7 separate regions of the Mus musculus genome follow, and all the other regions are linked to region 7. A link is a contact called in public HiChIP or PLAC-seq and promoter capture Hi-C data. All regions are on one chromosome and are shown on one strand. Each heading gives the region's core, a stretch centred on a gene start, on an enhancer-like site or on the middle of the called end of the contact. The rest is flanking DNA. Distances are from core to core; before and after follow the strand shown. Region 1 has its middle 94 kb from the start of Gm41259. Region 2 has its middle 150 kb from the start of Gm41259. Region 3 has its middle 21 kb from the start of Gm41259. Region 4 overlaps Gm41259 (predicted gene, 41259). Region 5 has its middle 26 kb from the start of Plcxd3. Region 6 overlaps Oxct1 (3-oxoacid CoA transferase 1). Region 7 holds the start of Rpl37 (ribosomal protein L37).

What was found. Promoter capture Hi-C pulls out the DNA fragments that hold promoters and counts their contacts. HiChIP or PLAC-seq counts read pairs in DNA pulled down with a chosen protein or histone mark.
Region 1: an H3K4me3 HiChIP or PLAC-seq map of bone marrow-derived macrophages shows a contact between it and region 7, with 5 times the contacts expected there. The contact joins the enhancer-like site here to the promoter of Rpl37 in region 7. A contact is called at or near these places in 7 of 39 promoter capture datasets (3T3-L1-derived adipocytes, the HPC-7 cell line, HPC-7-derived erythroid cells and 5 more), 2 of 115 datasets of contacts at active chromatin or transcription factors (both in bone marrow-derived macrophages) and 2 of 9 other capture datasets (adipose tissue and liver).
Region 2: a contact with region 7 is called in an H3K27ac HiChIP or PLAC-seq map of embryonic stem cells, with 4 times the contacts expected there. The contact joins the enhancer-like site here to the promoter of Rpl37 in region 7. A contact is called at or near these places in 1 of 39 promoter capture datasets (trophoblast stem cells), 6 of 115 datasets of contacts at active chromatin or transcription factors (the SCID.adh cell line, bone marrow-derived macrophages, embryonic stem cells and 2 more) and 1 of 9 other capture datasets (adipose tissue).
Region 3: a contact with region 7 is called in an H3K4me3 HiChIP or PLAC-seq map of bone marrow-derived macrophages, with 6 times the contacts expected there. The contact joins the enhancer-like site here to the promoter of Rpl37 in region 7. A contact is called at or near these places in 16 of 39 promoter capture datasets (the 3T3-L1 cell line, the HPC-7 cell line, HPC-7-derived erythroid cells and 12 more), 7 of 484 Hi-C or Micro-C datasets (ECoMG-derived neutrophils, the G1E-ER4 cell line, bone marrow-derived macrophages and 3 more), 16 of 115 datasets of contacts at active chromatin or transcription factors (the 230-238 cell line, T-cell acute lymphoblastic leukemia, bone marrow-derived macrophages and 8 more) and 3 of 9 other capture datasets (adipose tissue, liver and macrophages).
Region 4: a contact with region 7 is called in a promoter capture Hi-C map of trophoblast stem cells, with 7 times the contacts expected there. The contact joins the enhancer-like site here to the promoter of Rpl37 in region 7. A contact is called at or near these places in 8 of 39 promoter capture datasets (the SN4741 cell line, embryonic stem cells, fetal liver and 2 more), 1 of 484 Hi-C or Micro-C datasets (embryonic stem cells), 8 of 115 datasets of contacts at active chromatin or transcription factors (bone marrow-derived macrophages, cardiomyocytes, embryonic stem cells and 3 more) and 1 of 9 other capture datasets (adipose tissue).
Region 5: an H3K4me3 HiChIP or PLAC-seq map of embryonic stem cells shows a contact between it and region 7, with 12 times the contacts expected there. The contact joins the enhancer-like site here to the promoter of Rpl37 in region 7. A contact is called at or near these places in 3 of 39 promoter capture datasets (embryonic stem cells, hippocampal neurons and second pharyngeal arch cranial neural crest), 1 of 484 Hi-C or Micro-C datasets (cerebellar granule neurons) and 7 of 115 datasets of contacts at active chromatin or transcription factors (embryonic stem cells and stem cell-derived neural progenitor cells).
Region 6: a promoter capture Hi-C map of hippocampal neurons shows a contact between it and region 7, with 5 times the contacts expected there. The contact joins the enhancer-like site here to the promoter of Rpl37 in region 7. A contact is called at or near these places in 10 of 39 promoter capture datasets (the 3T3-L1 cell line, 3T3-L1-derived adipocytes, the C10 cell line and 6 more), 1 of 484 Hi-C or Micro-C datasets (cortical neurons) and 5 of 115 datasets of contacts at active chromatin or transcription factors (astrocytes, bone marrow-derived macrophages, forebrain and 2 more).

The regions. Positions count from the first base shown.
Region 1 is chr15:5,949,710-5,952,516 of GRCm38.p6, reverse strand. It overlaps the pseudogene Gm49095. Among named protein-coding and RNA genes, the nearest start is that of Gm41259, 94 kb to the left of the region's middle. Within about 2 kb of position 1,421, at least 8 of the 459 cell types and tissues checked have an H3K27ac peak or open chromatin away from gene starts, as enhancers often do. A contact at or near this core is called in bone marrow-derived macrophages, where this site is marked.
Region 2 is chr15:5,894,507-5,897,485 of GRCm38.p6, reverse strand. No RefSeq gene overlaps it. Among named protein-coding and RNA genes, the nearest start is that of Gm41259, 150 kb to the left of the region's middle. Within about 2 kb of position 1,590, at least 8 of the 459 cell types and tissues checked have an H3K27ac peak or open chromatin away from gene starts, as enhancers often do. A contact at or near this core is called in embryonic stem cells, where this site is marked.
Region 3 is chr15:6,063,783-6,066,855 of GRCm38.p6, reverse strand. No RefSeq gene overlaps it. Among named protein-coding and RNA genes, the nearest start is that of Gm41259, 21 kb to the right of the region's middle. Within about 2 kb of position 1,550, at least 1 of the 459 cell types and tissues checked has an H3K27ac peak or open chromatin away from gene starts, as enhancers often do. A contact at or near this core is called in bone marrow-derived macrophages, where this site is marked.
Region 4 is chr15:6,029,079-6,032,041 of GRCm38.p6, reverse strand. All of the region lies in intron 2 of Gm41259 (predicted gene, 41259), which reads left to right. Among named protein-coding and RNA genes, the nearest start is that of Gm41259, 14 kb to the left of the region's middle. Within about 2 kb of position 1,596, at least 17 of the 459 cell types and tissues checked have an H3K27ac peak or open chromatin away from gene starts, as enhancers often do. A contact at or near this core is called in embryonic stem cells, regulatory T cells and trophoblast stem cells, where this site is marked.
Region 5 is chr15:4,347,616-4,350,558 of GRCm38.p6, reverse strand. No RefSeq gene overlaps it. Among named protein-coding and RNA genes, the nearest start is that of Plcxd3, 26 kb to the left of the region's middle. Within about 2 kb of position 1,513, at least 12 of the 459 cell types and tissues checked have an H3K27ac peak or open chromatin away from gene starts, as enhancers often do. A contact at or near this core is called in embryonic stem cells, where this site is marked.
Region 6 is chr15:4,138,342-4,141,541 of GRCm38.p6, reverse strand. The region is part of intron 14 of Oxct1 (3-oxoacid CoA transferase 1); the gene reads right to left. Among named protein-coding and RNA genes, the nearest start is that of BC037032, 110 kb to the right of the region's middle. Within about 2 kb of position 1,836, at least 20 of the 459 cell types and tissues checked have an H3K27ac peak or open chromatin away from gene starts, as enhancers often do. A contact at or near this core is called in hippocampal neurons, where this site is marked.
Region 7 is chr15:5,114,927-5,117,984 of GRCm38.p6, reverse strand. Rpl37 (ribosomal protein L37) reads right to left here and starts at 1,372. Exons shown (of 4, transcript NM_026069.3): 1 at 1,301-1,372; 2 at 563-698; 3 at 282-366. The coding sequence starts at 1,303. It also overlaps a transcript of Card6 not described here.

The DNA.
Region 1 (2,807 bases), core at 172-2,671, 830 kb before region 7:
AAAAAGCAGAGGAAAAAGAAGGCTCATTTGAACTCGAGCCCCAGCTATGTTCTTCAGACTGTAGTTCCATATCTACTCTTTTATCTAAGAGACAGCCCCATCTCAGAACCACAGTGCTTAAATAACAAAGTGGCCCTGGAAGAAAAATGGTATTTAAGGGGATAACATTGCATTTGGGTACATTGCAGCCATTGGACCCCTTGGTCTGGGGAAAGCAGCTGGATTTGAGCCAGGGAGGCTGCCCACCCTAGGAAATGGGAAATAGGAAATGCCTACAGGGCCATTCATCCTTGGAAAGGAAGCTGGGTTAAGGCCCAGGGTCCCCGTTGGTCTTGCAAAAGGAGCTGGGTTGATACCCACAGGGCCTGCTGGAGAAGAGCCCAGGGGCCCCGCAGCTGACCTGGGGAAAGCAACTTGACCTAGGCCTAATAGACCAGCAGACCTTGGGAAGGCAGCTGGACTAGGAGCCTGCAGGCCAGAGGCCCTTGGAAAGTTAGCTGGGTTGGAGCCTAGTAGCCCAGAGGCTCTTGGGAAAACTGCTTGATTTGAGCCCTGGAGGCCAGCAGACCTCTGAAAGGTACCTGGATTTGAGGCCAATGTGCCAGAAGACTGAGAGAAGGCATTTGGGTTCAGTCCTCCTGATCCTGTCCCCCTTGGAAAGACTCCAGCATTTACCCCCACGGGGCCACCTGGTCTTGAGAAATGAGCTGAATTAGGACCCATAGGGCCAGGAGCCCTTGACATGGGAGAGGGATTTGGCCCTGGAAGGCCAAGTTCTTGAGAGCTAGGACCTTTGTTTGGACCTATGGGACCAGGTACTCTTGTCATGGTGGGCGGGTTTGTGCCCATGTTTCCAGAAGCTTGGAAAAAAGAAACGGAATTTGTCCCTAAAAGACCTGCTGCCCTCAGGATGGGGGCAAGATCTAAGCCTTGAGGTCCAGCCATTCTTAAGTTAAGACCAGATCCTGTACCCAAGAGGTCACCTGCTCTGTTGTCCAGATTTGGGCCTGGGCCTACGCCACCAGCTCTTGGGTTGGGCCCAAGACCTGGTTCTAAGCCACATGCTCGTGGGTTCAGCCAATGATTTATATTCACCCTAAAAACTCCTTTCTACTTTCCAAGGTTCATCAACCCCCAAAAAGTGTACACACACAAGCTGTTTCACTGAGTATCAGTAGAGAAGGCTTTCATGTAATAAAGGCTGTAACACTGGACTCCTCACCCCACCCTGTTCTAGCCTCTGCTTCATCCTTCCAGCCCAGTATGCAGCTGCACCTTGACACCCCGAGGGAGAAAGTAGAACATGGAGCCACATCTTATTGATGGTCAATTTCTTCAGTGAAACCCTGATCCAGGCTGTGTCAGATGTCAGAAAAGGGAACTATTTCAAGCCTGCAGACTTATGCAGCGTATTATGCAATAACTGAAAGTGATAAATAAGGATTTCATGGGATTTTAGCAGATGCTGCAACATACTTCAAAGAAGCAGTTTATATTCTCAGCAGCAGGAAATCAATCAGCATTTTGTGTGCCTCACATCTTGGTCATCTCTTGTTTTGTCAGTTTCGATTTTGATATCTAGTGGGTTTGCATGATATTTTATTACAGGTCTTGGCTCAATTTCTTACTTTCTGTGGGTTTTCAGGAGTCATCTTATCTGTCCTATCAGTAAGGAAAATCCATTAGCTATGAAAGCAGTGGCGCTTTCTAGAAGATTAGATTTCATTTTAAACTGAGGATATCCGATCTGCAACCTTATGCTTGTCTTCAATATTCTTTATGCATGTAGACAAAGAGAATCAAGATAAACTTGAGGTTCAAAGTAGCATTACAGGACACCACTATTAAATTAATTAATATGCTAATGTCACACTGGTCATCTTTAGAGAAATAGAAGTTTGAATTTATTCAATATCCCTTTTTAAAATTGGAAGCTATTTTTTGCTATTATTCTCTAAAATCAATTTATGGTGGTAATAGTATTGTCATAGTACATAATGGTAAATATTTGATTAAGTATACACCTATTAATCATTAATGGATAAAACTAAAGTGAAATGTTATACTCAGGCTTTTAGACAGAATGAAGATCTTCCTTTCTTAGATTTAACCAGCTTTCTCTTTCCTTCTCTCCTTCTTCTACCTCTCTTCTCCAGAACTAAAATTAAAGCAAAAGCAATTCCATGACCAAACGCCAACAGTCTTATGGGTATAATTTTTATTTTATCATAAGGAAATACTATAATGGTATTTTTTGCAAACATCCTAAATTAAGTGTTAGTAATTAGTCATTCAAATAGGGTAATAATAACTATTTGTAATTTAATTGCGATTAGTTTATGGTGAAATGCCTTTGTCTTTTTATAACTCAAATAAATAAGTTTAAAAGATCCTCTTAGCATTTCATTCAATTTATTTTGTGTGTTTGTTTTATTTTTCCAAGAGAAAAGGTTCCGAAAGAGTTGCTAGAGCATAGCAATGAGCGTGTTAGATCAGCATCTACAGGTGCCCTGAAGAATGAGAACGTATTGATTACAAATCGAGTTTCCTTTGGCTACTTTTTCTCTTTTATAAACAGTTCTTCTTTACTGGTACTGTTATCATGCTTATTCCCCTGCATCCTTTTGTATCAGGTATTAGACTTATTGTAAGAATAATGAAATCTATGTTTTAATACTCAAGTATTTCCTTCCTAGTGGATTATATAGATCCCCTCCTACTACAAAATCACATTAATGTCTATTTTTATCACAATAATTTTAAACATTACATCTACCCACATCAAAACTTCTATCTGAAGGTGTTAC
Region 2 (2,979 bases), core at 341-2,840, 780 kb before region 7:
CAGACACAGGAGTAAAATTAGAAGTTTGGAGCTAAGACAAAAGGATGGGCCATCCAGAGACTGCCCCACCCGGGAGTCCATCCCATAATCAGCCACCAAACACAGACACTATTGCATACGCCAGCAAGATTTTGCTGAAAGGACCCTGATATAGCTGTCTCCTGTGAGGCTCTGCCAGTGCCTGGCAAATACAGAAGTGGATGCTCACAGTCATCTATTGGATGAACCACAGGGCCCCCAATGGAGGAGCTAGAGAAATTACCCAAGAGCTGAAGGGGTCTGCAACCCTATAGGTGGAGCAACAATATGAACTAACCAGTACCCCCAGAGCTCGTGTCTCTAGCTGCATATGTAGCAGAAGATGGCCTAGTCGGCCATCATTGGAAAGAGAGACCCCTGGGTCTAGCAAACTTTATATGCCCCAGTACAGGGGAAAGCCAGGGCCAAGAAGTGGGAGTGGGTGGGTAGGGGAGCAGGGTGGGGGAAGGATATAGGGGACTTTTGGGATAACATTTGAAATGTAAATGAAGAAAATATCTAATAACCCCCCCAAAGAAAATGTTAATTTAGGTGCAGCTGTAAACTGTGAATTACAGATCAATGTTTTCTCCTGCTTTGAGAAAACTGACTTATCAGTCTTAAGAAAGCTGTTGATTTTCTTTTAACTTTAGATCTTATTTTTCTTCCTCTTTAAAATAAAAGGAGAAATGAACAGCACTTGAGATAAATCCCTTAATTAGAGCAATACAGTTATGCTTTGATTTTAAGATTGATTTTTGATGCTAAGATTTAAGATTTAGGAGACTATCATTTCAATTTTATCATGTATGTTTTACAATTGTTTATTATTGCTCTCATTATATAAATAAGCCTTTTAATTGAGTTATTCCTCAGTTTTTCTTCAGTCAACTGTGAATAAATACTTCACTCAGCAAGAATGAGACACATTTCAGTGTTAATTCCATTAATGTCCAGGGTTTTGTCTCATTTTCTGCTCAAACATGTACCTGGCTTGAACAAATGATTCCAGTTAAGTGTCTATTGGATTATTGTTTCATCTTAATTACTCTTTTACTTTTACTTAAAACATTTTAACCTTACAAGTTCAAACCAGGTCTTTGAAATGAAGCGGTGACAAGTTAAGTGGTGCTATGCACACTCCAGTGAAGTCTGCTTGGCAGGCCGAGAGGCCTGAAAGCACTCACAAGGCAGGGAGTTTCAAAGAAACTCAACCTCCTGGAGCCAGGCATTCTCATAACCATATACTCATACCCTATCCTCAAGTTAGTCTGCTGTATGGATCCATGTGCTCTCTTTTAGTATTATTTTATTATAAGTGCCTTTAAAGATTGAATTCTGACATAGCTAAGCCTTCGTCAGTGTTCCAACATCCTAGAAAATCCTTGAAGCCAACAAACTTGGAATTCAGTAAGAAGGTTATCTGTTCATTAACATTCAAATTTACTTCTAGAAGAGACAGTGAAACTAATTACGCATTACAAAGAACGGAGCTAGAATAGCTCAGGGCTGGTCTGCAGAGTGATTACTTAGGACAGTAGCCATTTATTCCCAAATAAGGGAATATACAATGGCCTAGCTAATAGGTGGGTTTACCATGAAAGAGGGAATCCCATTGAGACAGGGATCTTCTCTACAGCCAGGTATAGCAGGCTAGATTGCATGTTAGAAGCAAGTTGGTGAATTCTTCTGACAAATGGAGATTTGTCACAGATACTTAAAAGAACAGCCAAGTTACCTTCATATGCAAGAATTTACCAGGGCCTAGGAAATAGGGGGGTTGTGATATTGCATTATTCATGAGAAGGTCTGCTAGAACAGAACCCCCTGGTACTAGCTTTCACAAGGCTCAAAGGAGTAGCACAAATTGTGACTAGGGTGAGAAATCCTTACCTGTCATTAGCTGACCCTAGGCAGGGCTGTTTTATCTTTACTGTAAATATTACCTGGTTCCTGTAAGTCCTTTTGAAGTCATTCCTTTGTTTTGTGTCAGGTAACTTCAATGTACTTTGCCTGCTGTGACTTCCTACCCCTTTGTTTTCTGTATTATATAAGACTGGTGTTCACTTTGTGACAATACACTCAGATTCTACACAATCTCTCATGTTGATTCTGTCTGTCATTCACTGTCTCCTTGTCCACCTGCAACCAGAGACCCGTTCTACGCAGACAGGGACGAAAAAGGGTCTGTGGCAAAGTGGAAGAACACTTATCAGTCTTGGCAGTGAATAGCTCAGATAGTGTTACTTTAGAACTTAGTACAGGGCGCCAATACGAGCCAATAGTGTAATCACTGTGATGTAAGTGAAACTTGAACTGAATGGATGCACCTGTCGCAGCTCCCAGCAATTATCACATTTTAACAGACGAAGTTAAGTGTGTTTTCTTGAAAATTAGTTTTGCCAACTAAAGTATCCAATACACACAGATATGTATAAAATTAGACACTGTATTTTTATGTATTATAACACATATTAAAAAACAGGCAATTGCTTTGTTCCGAGAAATAGTATCAAAAGATACAGTAAGTAGAAGATTGTATCTTCTGCTGTGTTGGATGTTTCAATATACCACACCATTGTAAGAACATGGATATATTCCTATGGCTATGCTCTCTATGCTGGGTATATATGTCAGAGTTCTACAGTAAGCAGGATAATAGAATCATCAAATCTAATATAAAGAAAAGATGTAGAATTAATTATAAAGTTACAGACTTTATCATCTTTATCAGTCCTAAATACATGTTAAAGAAAACAAGGACATAAATAATTATATCAACTTCTGCTTCCATGATCATCCCTCATCAGTAAAATAATTTAGAAAAAATATAATTGACACTCTTCTGGTTTTTGATTGCCAAGTTTTCAATTATCTATGTCATTTGTGTAAGCTATTAGACAACTAATCTCAGTAATAATAGATTGTGGGCTCCATTCAAAAGAGATTTATATTTAATAT
Region 3 (3,073 bases), core at 301-2,800, 950 kb before region 7:
ATGAACGATGTTATTCCTTCCTATCTAGGCATCTTGAGTTCTAGGCTGACTACAAGGAAAACTAAATTATACAAAGGTTACCATGTTCTTTAGATCAAAAGGATGTAGTGTTGGCATTGAGCCTCAGGTCCAGGTCACTCTGGGAGGGGGTCAGTGTGCAGCCCTTAAGTAATAACTGCAAGGAAGAAAGCCATTGCACACCCAGTTCCTCCTCTTTTCCAAAGGGGAGTGTTTTGTCCTCCAAAGCATATCATTTGATTTGGACTCTGTTAAAAGTGCAACTCTCTATGTCCCACAAAACATTTAGTAGGAGAGGCAGGGCACTTCCCCTCCCTCTCACAATGATAAATTATAAACCGAGTATCTTTCTGTGTCCATGTTTCAATTCCTTGTCAGTGAGACTGAGCACCCACACAGTGATTGCGTCCCAGGTACACAGGCATTTCTTCCCTTCCTCCCTGTCTCTCTGGTCTCCCTTATACCTGACCTTTGGATAACTGCTCCTTTAAAAGCATTTGGGGGTAAAATAATTACATTTTGTTCCTCAAAACTAAGAAACTTGTTTCTTACTTTAAGTATTTTTTCAGTATTTAAAAATTATTCTCCAGATTGTTTGGCATACTGGGATTTGAAAAATTGATATAACTGATCAATAAAGACGCAAGACCAATGAAGTGTTGCCAACCTAGCTATGTAAGCACCCTGTCACTATCCATTGAGTCCTATTTATACTCTACAAACATCGTGTGTCCTCCCATGGGTCTTGCCTCCGGAAAATACCATGTGAGTCTGCCTTAGCGAAGCATCAGGTGAGCCTGCGTCACATGACATAACCAGGATCTTCCACTTAAATATATACATATGCTCTAACTACAGCCTGCTCAGTCTCTACGATACCTAATGAGTGCTTTCCCTCCCGCTGACCATTTGGTGTTGGATAACGAATTGTTGTGTCCTTCTTCTCTTTCAGAAGTCTTAATGTGAGATTAGAACTAAGTTTTTCTTTGTATATGTAAAAACTGTATTTTTCAATTTACTCTCAGATTTCTAGGGTAAATACAATTCTTTACTATTTGCCTTATCAAGTCAAATTAAAAATTGTTAGATTTTACTAGCTCTATTCAATTGTAGATATTATTAGCTCTATTCAAAGTATTGATTTAAGGAATCAACTATGGACTGAAATGTTACTTTTGTTTGTTGGTATTTTCAAATTGATAGTATTACAAGTTTTAAAACTTAAACGAAATGTCTATTTAAAATGTACTGATTTAAAGTTGATTTTTCTATAATTATTAATAGATAATTTTAGTAAAAACCTTTATTATCTTTAAGCAATGTGTAATTACTAATTCATTTATTGACTATCACAGAATGTCCATTCTTTATGATTCTTGTAACAAAAAGCAAAATTTTTAATAGATAAAACTACATAGTTGGAAACTGCATAACTACAAAATCAGTTTTCTGTTCAGTGGGTAAGTTCAAGGATCATACTCAGAACTCTAACACGTGCCGTGTTAAGGACTATGCTATTAAGTGACTTTACCACTGAGCCTTCTGGTGGAAGCACACTTCTGATTATGCAATGTTTTAAAAACGGTACTGCAGAGACTAGGAACATCTTAATGAAAGTAAAAGTATACTAGATAAAATATTCAAATTAGTAATATTTTGAGTATATTTGCCTGATATTTTTCAAACTGTTAGATTGTTGCTGTTATTAGAATGGAAACATATTTAAACATTATGGAAAACATATTTATCAAAATGGGCTACTGAGCAAAAAATAAGGAAATGAAAGCAAGTTTTAATATATAAATATACATTGTGTTATGCATGTTTTATAACTCAAAGTCACTGACTAATAAACATGACGGATGTATTATTACAAAGTAAGAACCTGTCTTTGATACTTATACTAATTTTTAGCTATATAAAATCCATAACTTCATGAATGTTTCTAAATTATAGTTTTGTTGGTACAGTTAGCTAGAGAGGAGGGTAGAGCATCTTAAAGCGAGATTGTTTGATTCATATCTTCTTAGTAGACACACATATGGCATGTAGACCTCAGTTTGTTCTCTTGCTTAAAGCCCTGTAGAAGGTGGGGATAGCTACATTTTGACAGCCCAGATGGAGTAGTTTGAATTCTACCCTTGGAAAGGGTTGTCTGATATGAATACTTGACATAAGAGCCTGGAGGAAGCCACGCTCACTCTACTCAGATTAGAATAACATATCGGAGCTACACGCTCCCTCTACTCAGATTAGAATAACATATTGGAGCCACACTCCCTCTACTCAGATTAGAATAATTAGATTGAGATAATTGTGTTGCTTTATTTTTTGAATAAGGGTTTTCTGCATAACCCTGGCTAGCCTTGAACTCACTGTGTAGACCAGGCTAAACCTGCCTCTGTCTCCCTAGTGTTGTGATTAAAGGTATGCACCAGCAACAGCCTGCAAGATAAATTACTTTCAAGTACTTTTTTCTTCTATGTAAAGTGATCACTTTAGCAATGATCCTAGTTAGTGACTTTGGAACTATGTCTTAATATGCCTCAATAAAACAGACCTCATGAAAATCACTGTTTAATTGATTATTCATGAATTTCCAGCTATATATTTTCATTTCCCTCTCTTGGAGAATTCAACATGATGTATTCTTTCTACCTAGAGAACAGAAGTTGAATCACTCCACAGAGGACGACTGTGTTAATTCCTTCTCACTATTCATCATTCCTCCCTCTGGCCTGCTGTGCTTTTCTACTCATCTTCATGACTCAAGATAGGAGCCGATGCCGTTGCATTCTCTCATAGCTGGAGGCCTTAGGTAGCTGGGATGTGATTTAATGGACGCTTTGGTACATGACTCAATGGAAAAATCACTCTCTTTCTCTAAATGTCTCTCCTGTCTGTATTAATTGGTACCAGTGTATGATTTACTTTGCGGCTCCCTATAGGTCTTCTTTTCTATTTCTTATATACCTCAGGCCTCTCCAGATTTTAATCCTTTCAAATAAATCATGTTTTAAGAACTGTTACTTGCCTTCCTATCTTCCAAGTTCAG
Region 4 (2,963 bases), core at 347-2,846, 910 kb before region 7:
AGTGCCCTTTGAAATATGGAATGCATGGATAGCAAGGAAAACTCACACTGTGACAATGATAAATATCACCTGTTTATCTTCTGGTGTGGAGAAACGACAGTGTTGTCCTTTGGGAATGTGTTATTTCTTGGCAGTGTCCTGATTATCACTTCATGTAACAAAAGTAGATTTCCTATTCAAACAGATCTGGACTATCTCTCGAGCTTTATTTTTATAGTAGCAATATAGAGAAGCCTTAAAATATGCCTCTTAGATCTACAACTGTGCAGCTTATAACTGATCAAGGTTCTGGTTGCTATATTTCAAATGTATTAGCATATTTGTGTAGAAGATACACCTCTCACGAGCTTCTCTCAATTAATGGACTAGGCAGGCTTAAATACTAGAGTCTCTCCCTGGGAGATATATGAGTGTCAAAGTTTACCTAAAAGCATCCATAGGCTTTATTGCCTGTCTGTACATAGAGAGAGCTATACTACATAACCTAAAATCTCTCTACCTAACTCATATTTATCCTTCCTCTCTCAAATGGATTGTGATATTACAGGCTTTCCATCCTAGCATTATTCTTTATTTTCCCATCATTGTCATATCCCCTAATCACTCTCTTACATGCCTAACAACATAAAAGCCATACAAGAAAACAGCTAATGAAATAGATTTGCAACTAGCTCATCTTCACCATAGGGGGTAGGAAACACACCCTCTTGTCACTGCTTTTATCCACAGATCATCTTAGGGAGTCTTAGTGGAGAAAATGAAGTGGCAGGTATGATAAGTAAATTGATTTAAAACACTGAGAGATGAATGGTGTGCTGATCAATTTTTGCCTACCTGAGACAAACCTAGTTATACTGAAAGACCCACAACGTGAGGACTCCCCCACGTTCTGACTCGGGAGAGGCGACACCCCAAAATCACCAACGAGAAATGTTCTTGCTGCAAATTGCAAGAGGATTTTTATTCGAGAGTGCTCTCGGGCCCACGGTCATACACCACGCAGGGGTAGAGGACCGTGGCGCCCCGAGTAGCTGAGTAAGGGGGTATTTAAAGGAAAAAAACCACAACTCAAGGAGGTGGGAAGGGCGTTGTTGGAAAATACCAAAAATACCAGTTAAGAGTCACAAGGAAGTGTAAAGTTACAAGAGTCACAAGGAATACCTGGTAATTGTTAACTCTCAAGACAGTTTCTAAGAGCCCCTAACAATAGCACATTTGCATTGCAGGTTCCAGTAATGGTCAGGGTGACTTTCTTTGAATTAACACTCTTTGAACCCAGGAAGCGGGTGGGTGGAGGAAGGAATGTCTCGCTATCTGCTTTATGATTAGCATACCTTGGAGCACTGAGTTTACTACTCTTTCAATACCAAGGAAGAGGAAAGTGCAATTGAAGAATTGCCTGGCTCACCACCCCCCAGAAACAACAACTCAGTGAAACTGACTTCCTCTTTTCAGCATTTATTCATTACAAACAGCTTCTTACCTTGGGGTGAGCTTTTGCATTGGCTTCCCATTCTCTGTGCTACGTGCCTGACTAAAGCTTAGCCCTGACTGGCAGTCACGGCTGGAGAAGGTAGTCTGAATGTTAAGGGAAGAGAAGTGTGATCATCACCGTCTCTCAGCTACAAACCCTTCCATCTACAACAGCAACCCTCCTGCAAGATAGAGTAGTGCAGTAGAGTCACAAATATTCTTGGAAGTAAACAACGACTACTTTGATCAGATTTAAGGTCACTCTATGAGATGAAGACCATACATGACACTGTTAAAGTAACCAAAAACCTGAAACTAGATAGGTAACAGGCCTAGGGAAAAGCCTACTCTATTACTCTACTAAAATCTGTGAGCATTCTTGCAGGGGGTCGGGGGACATGCTGCTTGGCAAATGATGTAAGATAACTGTACACATTTCCCTCTTTGGATAGGTGAGTATGGACTGTGTAAGAAAGATAGTTGCTCCAGGCAGTGGTGGTGCATGTCTTTAATCCCAGCACTCAGGGGGCAGAGGCAGGTGGATCTCTGAATTCAAGGCCAGAATAGTCTTTAGAACAAGTTCCAGGACAACCAGAGCTATACAGAAAAATCCCGTTTTGAAAAACAAAACATAACAACATGATATAACAAACTAGAAGGAAGAAAAGAAGGGGGAGAGAGAGAGACAAAGAGAGAGAGAGAAAATAGAGACATGGAGACACAAAGAATGAGTAAGCCAGAAAGAAACAAGAAAACAATGAAAGAAAGGGGGGGGGGGAGGAGGGGGGAGGGGGAGAGCTGAGTCTGAGAGAAAGTCACTGGTCTTTTTTTTTTTTTTTTTAATCAATTCTTGCCTAAAGGTTCCCACACTATTTTCTTCCTTGTTTTTCTTTGATGGTAGACTGAAACCTGTCAGTGAAATAAATCTTTTCGGCCAAACGTTGTTCTTGGTCAGAGTTTTGTCACAGTCATAGAGAGCAAAGGGAACAGGTAGCTACGATCAGAGGAGAATTGGCAGGTTCCTGAAAAGATCTACAGATCATATTAAAAGGAACTGAAAAGTGTCTGCCTTGGAAAAGCAGTTGTTGTGTATCCAAAGGGCCACATGAAGACACTCTTCTCCTTTGTAGCATGAGGACAAGCATAGCTGGATGTCAGGCTGAGCATAACATTGTTGAGTAACAGTGTTCCAAGAATAAAGGAAGTGCACAGCAGAAACTATTCTTGTCTGTGAACACAATGGTCCTGGTGGGATATACTTGAGCCCTAAAATACACACTGGTGACATCTGCCTGGACTCCCAGTGTGGAAAGGTTCTGGAACTTGGCAACTGTTCTAGAGCCCCTAGCTTTATGAAGAGGTTGCCTATTCCTCTCTAGTAGAAACTAACAATCATCACAGAAACAGAATATACTAATGCCTTTCTCTGCTGTGAAGCAACAGATATCTGTTTTAAGTATTGTCACCCTTGTTATCCCTACAGTATTAAG
Region 5 (2,943 bases), core at 264-2,763, 770 kb after region 7:
AAAAGATAATTATTCACAGAGACAACTTAAAGACTTTGAATGATTTTCAAAAATTGTTAGGTGATATTAATTGGCTTCGCCCCTATTTAAAGCTTACTACAGGGGAGTTGAAACCTTTATTTGATATTCTTAAAGGGAGTTCTGATCCTACCTCCCCTAGATCCCTAACCTCAGAAAGATTGCTGGCTTTACAACTAGTGGAAAAAGCTATTGAAGAACAATTTGTCACTTATATAGATTACTCCTTGCCGTTGTATCTGTTAATTTTTAATATGACTCATGTGCCTACAAGATCGCTATGGCAAAAGTTCCCTCTAATGTGGATTAATTGGAGGATTTCTCCTAAACGTAATATCTTGCCATATCATGAAGCAGTAGCCCAGATGATTATCACTGGAAAGAAGCAGGCACTAACTTATTTTGGCAAAGAGCCAGATATTATTGTTCAGCCTTACAGCATAAGTCAAGACACTTGCCTGGAACAACATAGTACAGATTGGTTGCTTGCACAAATAGGGTTTAACAGAACTATAGACAACCATTACCCTCAAGATAGGTTGATAAAATTTTTAAATGTACATGAGGTGATATTTCCTAAAATGACTTCCTTACAGCCTTTATATAATGCTCTATTGATTTTTACTGATGGCTCCTCTAAAGGGTGAGCTGGATATCTTTTTAATAATCAACAAGTAATCATAGAGACTCCTGGCCTCTCGGCTCAGTTAGCTTAATTAACAGCAGTACTGATGGTCTTTCAGTCTGTACATGAGGCTTTTAATATCTTTACTGGTAGTTTATATGTTGCACAACCATTACCCTTATTGGATACCTGTGGTATGTTTAACTTTAATATGCCCTCAAGATCCTTGTTTTAAAAATTGCAAAACATCATTCTTGCCCAGAAAAATCCGTTTTATATTGGCCACATACGATCTCACTCTGGTCTTCCTGGACCTTTAGCTGAAGGCAATGATTATGTTGACAGAGCTCTAATAAGCACCCGCTCCTCTCTGTTCCCTGCCTGTCACCCAAGGCTCTTAAGGAGATTCCACATACTCTCCTTTAGTGTTATCTTACTACAGTGCCTTTTAAAATTGTATCCTGATACAGTTAAGTCTTTGCCAGTGTTCCAACGTCCTAGAAAGACCTTGAAGCTGACAACTTGGAATTCAGCAAGGAAGTTATCTATTTAGTAACTAATTAAGCATTACAAAAGACTGAGCCAACAGCTCAGGGCTAGTCTGCAAAATGTTTACTAGAACAGAAAGGATAGTCTTTACCAAATAAGGGTTTACCATGAGAAAAGTTAGAGAATCCCACTGAGACAGATTTCTTCATTAGGCCCTAAGAATTCAGGCAGAACTATAGAGCATAAATAAATTTTATGCCTCAGCCCAGCCTTTCTTTTTTATATTAACAACAGAGAGGAGATGTAACCTCCCTGCCCCCTCCCCCAGCATGAAATCTGGCTGAACAGGCTTGACTGTTATCACTAGGAGATCAGCAGGGGTAGAGTCGGCCACCCTATCATTCTGCCACTCCCACTGCTACTACCTGCTGCCTAGCTGTTCTAGAGTATTCACGTGGTCACCTGCAGCTGAACTCCGAAGATAATTTGGTGGGAATGGGCCCCTCCCCCTTCTTCATAAGCCCGTGTTCCCGAATATTAAAATTGAGCTTTGATTAGGATCTTGTCTTAGCTCCATTGTTTCTCTTGTCCCTCGAGTTCCCTCTCTTTCAGCCTGAGTCTGCTGCTTCAGCCATACCCTGTTCCTCACGAGCCGCTGGATGGCCCACAACACACACACACACACACACACACACACACATATATATATATGTATATATATATATGTTTTTAAGATATATGTATATATATATATATATATATATATATATATATATATATATCTTAAGAAGTTGGACTCAAGAAAACCAAATAACCCTATTAACAAAAAGGGGTACAGAGCTAAATAAAGAAGTCTCAACTGAGAAATACTGAATGGCTGAGATGTACCTAAAAAAATTTTCAACAACCTTAATCATCAAGGAAATGTAAATCAAAACAACTCTGAGATTCTACCTCACACCAGTCAGAATGGCTAAGATGAAAAACTCAGGTGACAGAAGATGCTGGTGAGGATGTGGAGAAAAAGGAACACTCCTCCATTGTTCGTGGGATTGCAAGCTGGTACAACCACTCTGGAAATCAGTCTGGGAGTTCCTCAGAAAATTGGACATAGAACTACCGGAGGATCCTGCAATTCCTCTCGTGGGCATATACCCAGAAGATGTTCCAACTGGTAATAAGAACACATGCTCCACTATGTTCCTAGCAGCCTTATTTATAATAACCAGAAACTGAAAAGAACCCAGATGTTCCTCAACAGAGGAATGAATACAGAAAATGTGGTACATTACACAATGGAGTACTACTCAGCTATTAAAAGCAATGAATTTATGAAATTCTTAGGTAAATGGGTGGATCTGGAGGGTATCATCCTGAGTGAGGTAATGCAATCACAAAAGAACTCACATGATATGCACTCACTGATAAGTGGATATTAGCCCTGAATCTCAGAATCCTTCTTAGAAGGGGGAACAAAACACCCATGAAAGGAGTTACAGAGACAAATTTCAGAGCAGAGACTGAAGGAACGACCATCCAGAGAGTACCCAACTTGGGGATCCATCCCATTAACAATTACCAAACCCAGACAGTATGGCAGATGCCAACAAGAACTTGCTGACAGGAGCCTGATATAGCTGTCTCCTGAGAGGCTCTGCCAGTGCCTGGCAAATACAGAAGTGGATGCTCACAGTCATCCATTGGATGAAGCACAGGTCCCCAATGAAGGAGCTAGAGAAATTGCTCAAGGAGCTGAAGGGGTTTGCAGCCCCATAGGAGGAACATCAATATGAACTAACCCGTACCCCCAG
Region 6 (3,200 bases), core at 587-3,086, 980 kb after region 7:
TCGCTACCATCATTTGGCTGTTTTGCCTGCTTAAGCATCCACCTATGAATTAGTTTATATCTCTCCCCCGACTGGTGTCAAACCACATACATGGTCAGAGGCAATGCATTTCTGATAACTCGATCTAACTATGATTTTGCTCCATATAGTAACTTGTCAACTATGCAATGTACTTAGAGTTAAGAAGACTATGGTATGTGTAAGTCAGTGCAAGTCATAAAGGTATCCTAAAATTTCTGAATGGATGCATGGACAGATATATGAATAAATGAAAGAATGAATGGGAATAGAAATAAAATGGAAGACTATTATAAGTCTTGGATGGGCTGTTTTTTAAAAGACAAACTATTACCTTAACTTACCCAAACTAGTGTTGACTACATGTCAAGTGGCTAGATATTACACCTGCAAAAACAAGTTGTTTCTAGATCTATAAGGAAATCTCCTCTCCTCTTTTCGTCTACTGTCACCCACCTTGTGAGATTTCAAATTCTGTATGTCACAGAAGCTTTATTTAACAGCAGAAATTAATGATGAACATTGAGTTTCTATAGCTGTCAGGTTCTCTTATATTTAATATACCTCAAATAAGACATGCCACAGTGCATTCCAAGTCCGACTTCTAAGGGAGTGAACAGTCTGCAGGCCTTCAAGAAACACTTCCCACAGGAAGCTCTTGCTTTGCTCTCATTACTTGAAGAAGAGGTGCATTGGGTGTGAAGGCAGCCACTTGGATTTTAATGAACAAGCAATCCCGTTTTAGGAGGAATGATGACTGTCACTAGGACAACAGTAATGGGGTCCTACCAACACAGACCTTTTATAAACCACTTTCTGCATAAATAATATAGCATAGTTAGGAATGGTGTAGATGTCTCACCAAGGAACTTTTATACAAAACCTGGTCCTGCTCATACTTACTATCTATGCAAGACCAGTGTGTTCATACTTTTCTTGCCTGTCTTACTTTACAGTATGATTAGATTTAAATTAAATGCAGCATCCACCCCTTTTATGAACTGTTAGCTGCTGTTGTTTATACAACCTATAATTAAAATTCATGTAACCTACTGTCTTAGTCAGGGTTTGTATTCCTACACAAAACATCATGACCAAGAAGCAAGTTGGGGAGGAAAGGGTTTATTCAGCTTACACTTCCATACTGCTGTTCATCACCAAGGAAGTCAGGACAGGAACTCACACAGGGCAGGAACCTGGAGGCAGGAGCTGATGCAGAGGCCATGGAGGGGGCGCTGCTTACTGAAGTGTTTCCCCTGGCTTGCTCAGCTTGCTTTCTTATAGAACCCAGGACTACCAGCCCATGGATGGCACCACCCACAATGAGTCCTCCCACCCTTGGTTACTAGTTGAGAAAATGCCTTACAGCTGGATCTCATGGAAATATTTCCTCAAGGGAGGCTCATTTCTTTGTGATAACTCCAGCTTGTGTCAAGATGACACACAAAACCAGCTCGTATACCTACCAATAAATTCTTTATGAGTTTCTAAGTCCCTACATGAAGTCTGACATAGAAATAAGCAAAGAATGGGCTAAATTAAGGTCCTCAGAACCACAGAACATGGTACATATTTGGAGACACACCATAAGGTTCAGCACACCTAGAAACCAGCGCTTGCTTGGTATATTTGTACAGTTAGAGCAATACACTAGATGATTCCATTCATATTTAGCTCCAAGACAGAGCAGAGATCAAGGAGAGATGGAAAATAACATGCACACAGATAATAAACGTCACAATTGCAGTGCAACCACAGGTTGGCTCTCAAGACAAACTGTGACTGACTCACTCCCACGTTAGCGCTTCCCCAAGCACGCCTCGCCTCGCCTCGCCTCGCCTCACTGTATAGTGTGACAGCTGCATACATCAGTGATTCACAGAGCAGGAGCAATCGCTGATTTTGAACGTTTAAAAATAAATTCTAATAAAGACTGTCGGTACAGTGTGGTGGCATCAAACACACTGCAGGAGTCCACAGACTAGTACTCTCATTTAGTGGAGACCTGGAGGCATTTATCTGGACTTCTAAATTCTCTGGGTTGTAATCCCCTGTTGCCTTGATCTGCTTTCCTGAGACACTGAAGGTGTACCGAAGGAGGAGGGGTTGAACTGATGTTTAAAAAACAAAAGCAGGACGAACAGGATCAGATATGGGGTGAGGGTGGGGCAGGAGAAAGTACAGAAAGCCAAAAAAAAAAAAAAAAAAGAATGGAAATAAGCAGCCTCAGGGGAGGAGGGACCCTCTAGAAATTACCAGAGACCTGGGAAGTCAGAGCCTCTCAAAACGCATAGGGAGTGACCTTAGCCAAAATGTCCAACATTAGGGAGAGTCCACCTCCAGTAGATAGACAAGGCCTCAATTGGAGGGACTAGGTTACTAACCCACAGTTAAAATTTCTGATTCAGAATGTTCATGTCTATAATAAGAACTGCAGGGACAAAAATGGAGAAGAGACTAAAGGAAAGGTGGTCCAATGAGTCTCATGGGGGTGGGGTTGTACCAAGGCTTGACACTATTACTGATGCTATGATGTGCTTACAAACAAGAGCCTAGCATGGCTGTTCTCTGAGAGGCACTACCAGCAGCTGACTCAGACAGAAGCAGATAAGTATAAGCTACCCAAACATTGGACTGAAGTCAGGGACCCCCTATGGTTGAATCAGGAGAAGGATTAAAGAAGCTGAGGGGAGAGTGAACCCATAGGCAGAGTAGCAGTCTCAACTAACCCAGACCCCAGGGAGCTCCCAGAGACTGAGCCACCAGGAGCATGCACCAACTGTCTAAGTCCCCTGGCACATAAATAGCAGAGGTCTGCCAGATCTGGCCTCAGATGCGTTTAATCCTCCCAGGATTAAGGCCACAGGGAAGGGGGGGGGGGTCTGGTGGCAGGGGGCACTCTTTCAAAGGCAAGGAGGAAGAAGAATGGGATGAGAATTGTGGGAGGAGGGGCTGAGTGGAATGACATCTTAATACCATCATAAACTTGACTGATTCCTAAACTCCATTGCTTCTGTTTCCCTGACATCTTTCTCTCCTTCAAGACCTTAGGTACTTCACAATTTTGTTTTTCAATGACTTGTGCCTCAGAACTTTCTAGAATTTGCTTCCTTGGTAGTTCTTTAATTCTTTAGATCGCTACATGTAATCCTAGAACTATGTTTTTCAGTGATGAACAACTC
Region 7 (3,058 bases), core at 123-2,622:
GAGGGGGGCTGGGGATTCTGTACTTTTAAGGAACATCAAGGCCTAGCCTCCAGTAAAAAGATACCCATCTATGTTATGACTGGCACCCAGAACAGCTTAGCAGACTTGAGCAAAGTCTGGAGGCAGATCCAAGTAAGCTGCCCCCCAGATCCCACTCATAGTCTTGACAAATGTGGGCGTCTCAGGCCCACACCAAACCCCAGTATCATTCCTACCCTTCAGTAAGAGTGCAAAGTTTCATCCTACCCTGGAGGACCAATGACATTTAGCCAAAACTGTACCTGAATCTGCGGTAGACAATCTTTAGGTGCCTCATCCGACCAGTCCCGGTAGTGTTTCGTCTCTTAGCCTTGGCACTCCAGTTATCTAATAAAAAAAATAGGATTCCAAATGGTTTTCCCAAGCACCCAGTGTCAGCCCATTTTCTCAGTAGTGTCATTACTATGTTTTAACCACTCAGCCAACAAACCAACCTCCAAAGTTGTTGCGTGCCAAATGTGTTTTCTATTACATCGCTACCTCAGGTCAAGGTAAAAGCCCGCCTGCGGATTACAGTACTTACACTTCCTCTTGCGCTTGGCAGGGTAGCCACACTTGCCACAAGTCGACTTCTGAAGGTGGTAGGCCTTGGAGCCACAGCGGCGGCACAGCGTGTGCGTCTTGTTGCGACGCTTACCAAAGGATGACGTTCCCTTCGTCTGCACATTAAAAGAAAAAGCAGGAAAAAAAACCCCACATATAAGCAACTCTGAAATCTGACTTCTCAATGTACTCTGGCATTTTCTTAGCAATGAGTATGGATGAGACGTAAACAAGATCCACACGGGACAAAACGGTGTAAAGATTTAAATCTTAGCACACAGGTAGGGTAGGTAGGAAGCACTACCGGCTATCCACACGACCATTATAATGCCTTACTCTGCGCGGACCTAAGCCTCCTTGGCTTTAGGCGTTAAGGACAACATTCTGCCCGTCTCTCAGTCGCGGTACTGCCCACCAAGCAGCCGGTTTCTCGGCGGCTGGGGACAGATGTCCCCAAGCCTGTCCTGATCACCCACCCGGGGCTGCAGTGCGTACGTCTCCTCCAAAGCCCAGAGAGACCCACAGCGGCGCTAGGACCGTGGGCCGGGCTCTGCACACAGCAGCCATCCTTCCAGTTCCTGCGGACCACAGCACGCCGTCTCCTCGCCCATCAGCTCCCCTCACTCGCAACCTTGTCACCGACGCGCCGGGCAACAGGCAGGACAGCCCGAGGAAGAAGGATGGAGAGAGATTTACAGAGCCCAGAAACCACACTCACCATCTTGCTTCTACCGGCGAGGCCAAAGAGACCGGAAGAGAAAGCACCCCCGCCACTTCCTGTGGATAAGCTTCCGCCCAGGAAACTACTTCCGGCGGGTCTTGGTGCAGCCCTATCAGGCCTCGGGTGCGGAGGTGTAGTCTCCCGGGCGAGAGAGCCAGGGAGCCGATTGGGCTGCAACACCGGTAGGGGGCGTGCCTGGCGCTGTGGCTCCGCCCTCCCCAGCGGCCCGCCTCCTGGTTGGAGAGGGTTTCTGGCGGTGTCGGGGCTGCTGCGGTGTTGGCAGTCCGTCTGGTTTCCGGTCCCGGGGCTCGAGGGGAGTCAGACACCCAGTGCGTGGCGGCGCCCCTGGCGGTTGTGCAGTGCTGGGACTGGGATCCCGATCCGGGAAAGCCAGCCTTCCCAGGTTCGTTTTGATGTGGCCGCTCGCTTGCCTGTATGGAGAGTTGGTGAGAGGATGGAGTCACGAAGTGTCTCGGCGAGGGTAGGAGCTTAGTTAGCTTCTGACTCGGGCCGACTCGATTTCACGCGGTGGTCATTCAGAGGCCAGTTGTTTGATCGCACTCAAGGAATCACACGCGGAACTTGTTAAATAACAGCTTCCAGCCAGCGCGCCGCCACCAGGAAATCTGACCCTTTTAGACTTGAGTACAGTTTGCAAGTCTGTACTGTATAAAACACTTTCCTAGATCATTTTGAAATAAGTAACCCTAGACATCCTTGATTAGCGCTAATGCAACTGTCTGTCCGCAATCCCAGTAGGAAACATGGAGAATATAGTACGAACATTGATGAATTGGGGAAAAGTCTCAGTCATACCATCTACATACTTTCTAAAACAAATGTGAGAATCGCTAGTCTATCACATTCAAAAATCTTAAGATAGTGGACAGCAGAACAAAGCAAACACCAAGGAAGCTTTTTGTTTTGTTTTGTTTTTTGTTAGCAAATCGTACCAATTTCTTCTAGGGGAGGGGAGTAGAAAGAAAAATGTATAATCCTTTCCACTCAGAAGTAGTAAACTGAAATCAGAGGAGGGAGGAGATAGGGCACACGGGAGAGAAAGCAAACAAGCATTCAAATGGTTGAACTGGACTATAAATAAGTCTTAGGAGACTGGGTGGCAAATTGCTATAAATTTAGTAGCATGAAGCAACACAGATTTAGTCAACGGGTGTAAACTTTCAGTTATGGGAAATAAATTCTAGGGTCCTCTTGCATTACTGTACCTACAGATAACAAAATTGTATCGCACACTTAAAATTGTATGGCCTCTGCCTCCCAAGTGCTGGGATTAAAGGCGAGCGCCACCACTGCCGGCCTCATTCACAGTTCTGCTGGGAAGCACAAGTGAGGCTTGGTTTGACTAAAATTGAAATGTAGTGCTGAGGTGTAGCTCTGCTCAGTCGCTGTTTAATTGCTGTCTTTCACCTTGCAGGCCAGTAATAACCTACCTTACGTTGTAGTACAGTTTTCTGTGTTCTTCTACTTTTAAGACCGCTTGTTACTACATTCACCCCACCTAGATAATTTCTCCATCTCAAGGTTAACTAACCTGAAACCTTAGTGCTCTCTGCCACCTCAGGATTTATCACGTCACTGGATGCTCTCGCTTGGAGTACTAAACAGCTCTTTTGGGATGGGGTCATGGAGTTGTGTCTACAGCATTGACTATGAAAAATGACATTAGTGAAGAAAGGGTAGGCTGGGCGTTAAACCACCAAGGAGCCCACCCTCAGAGGCAGGATGTCACTGACC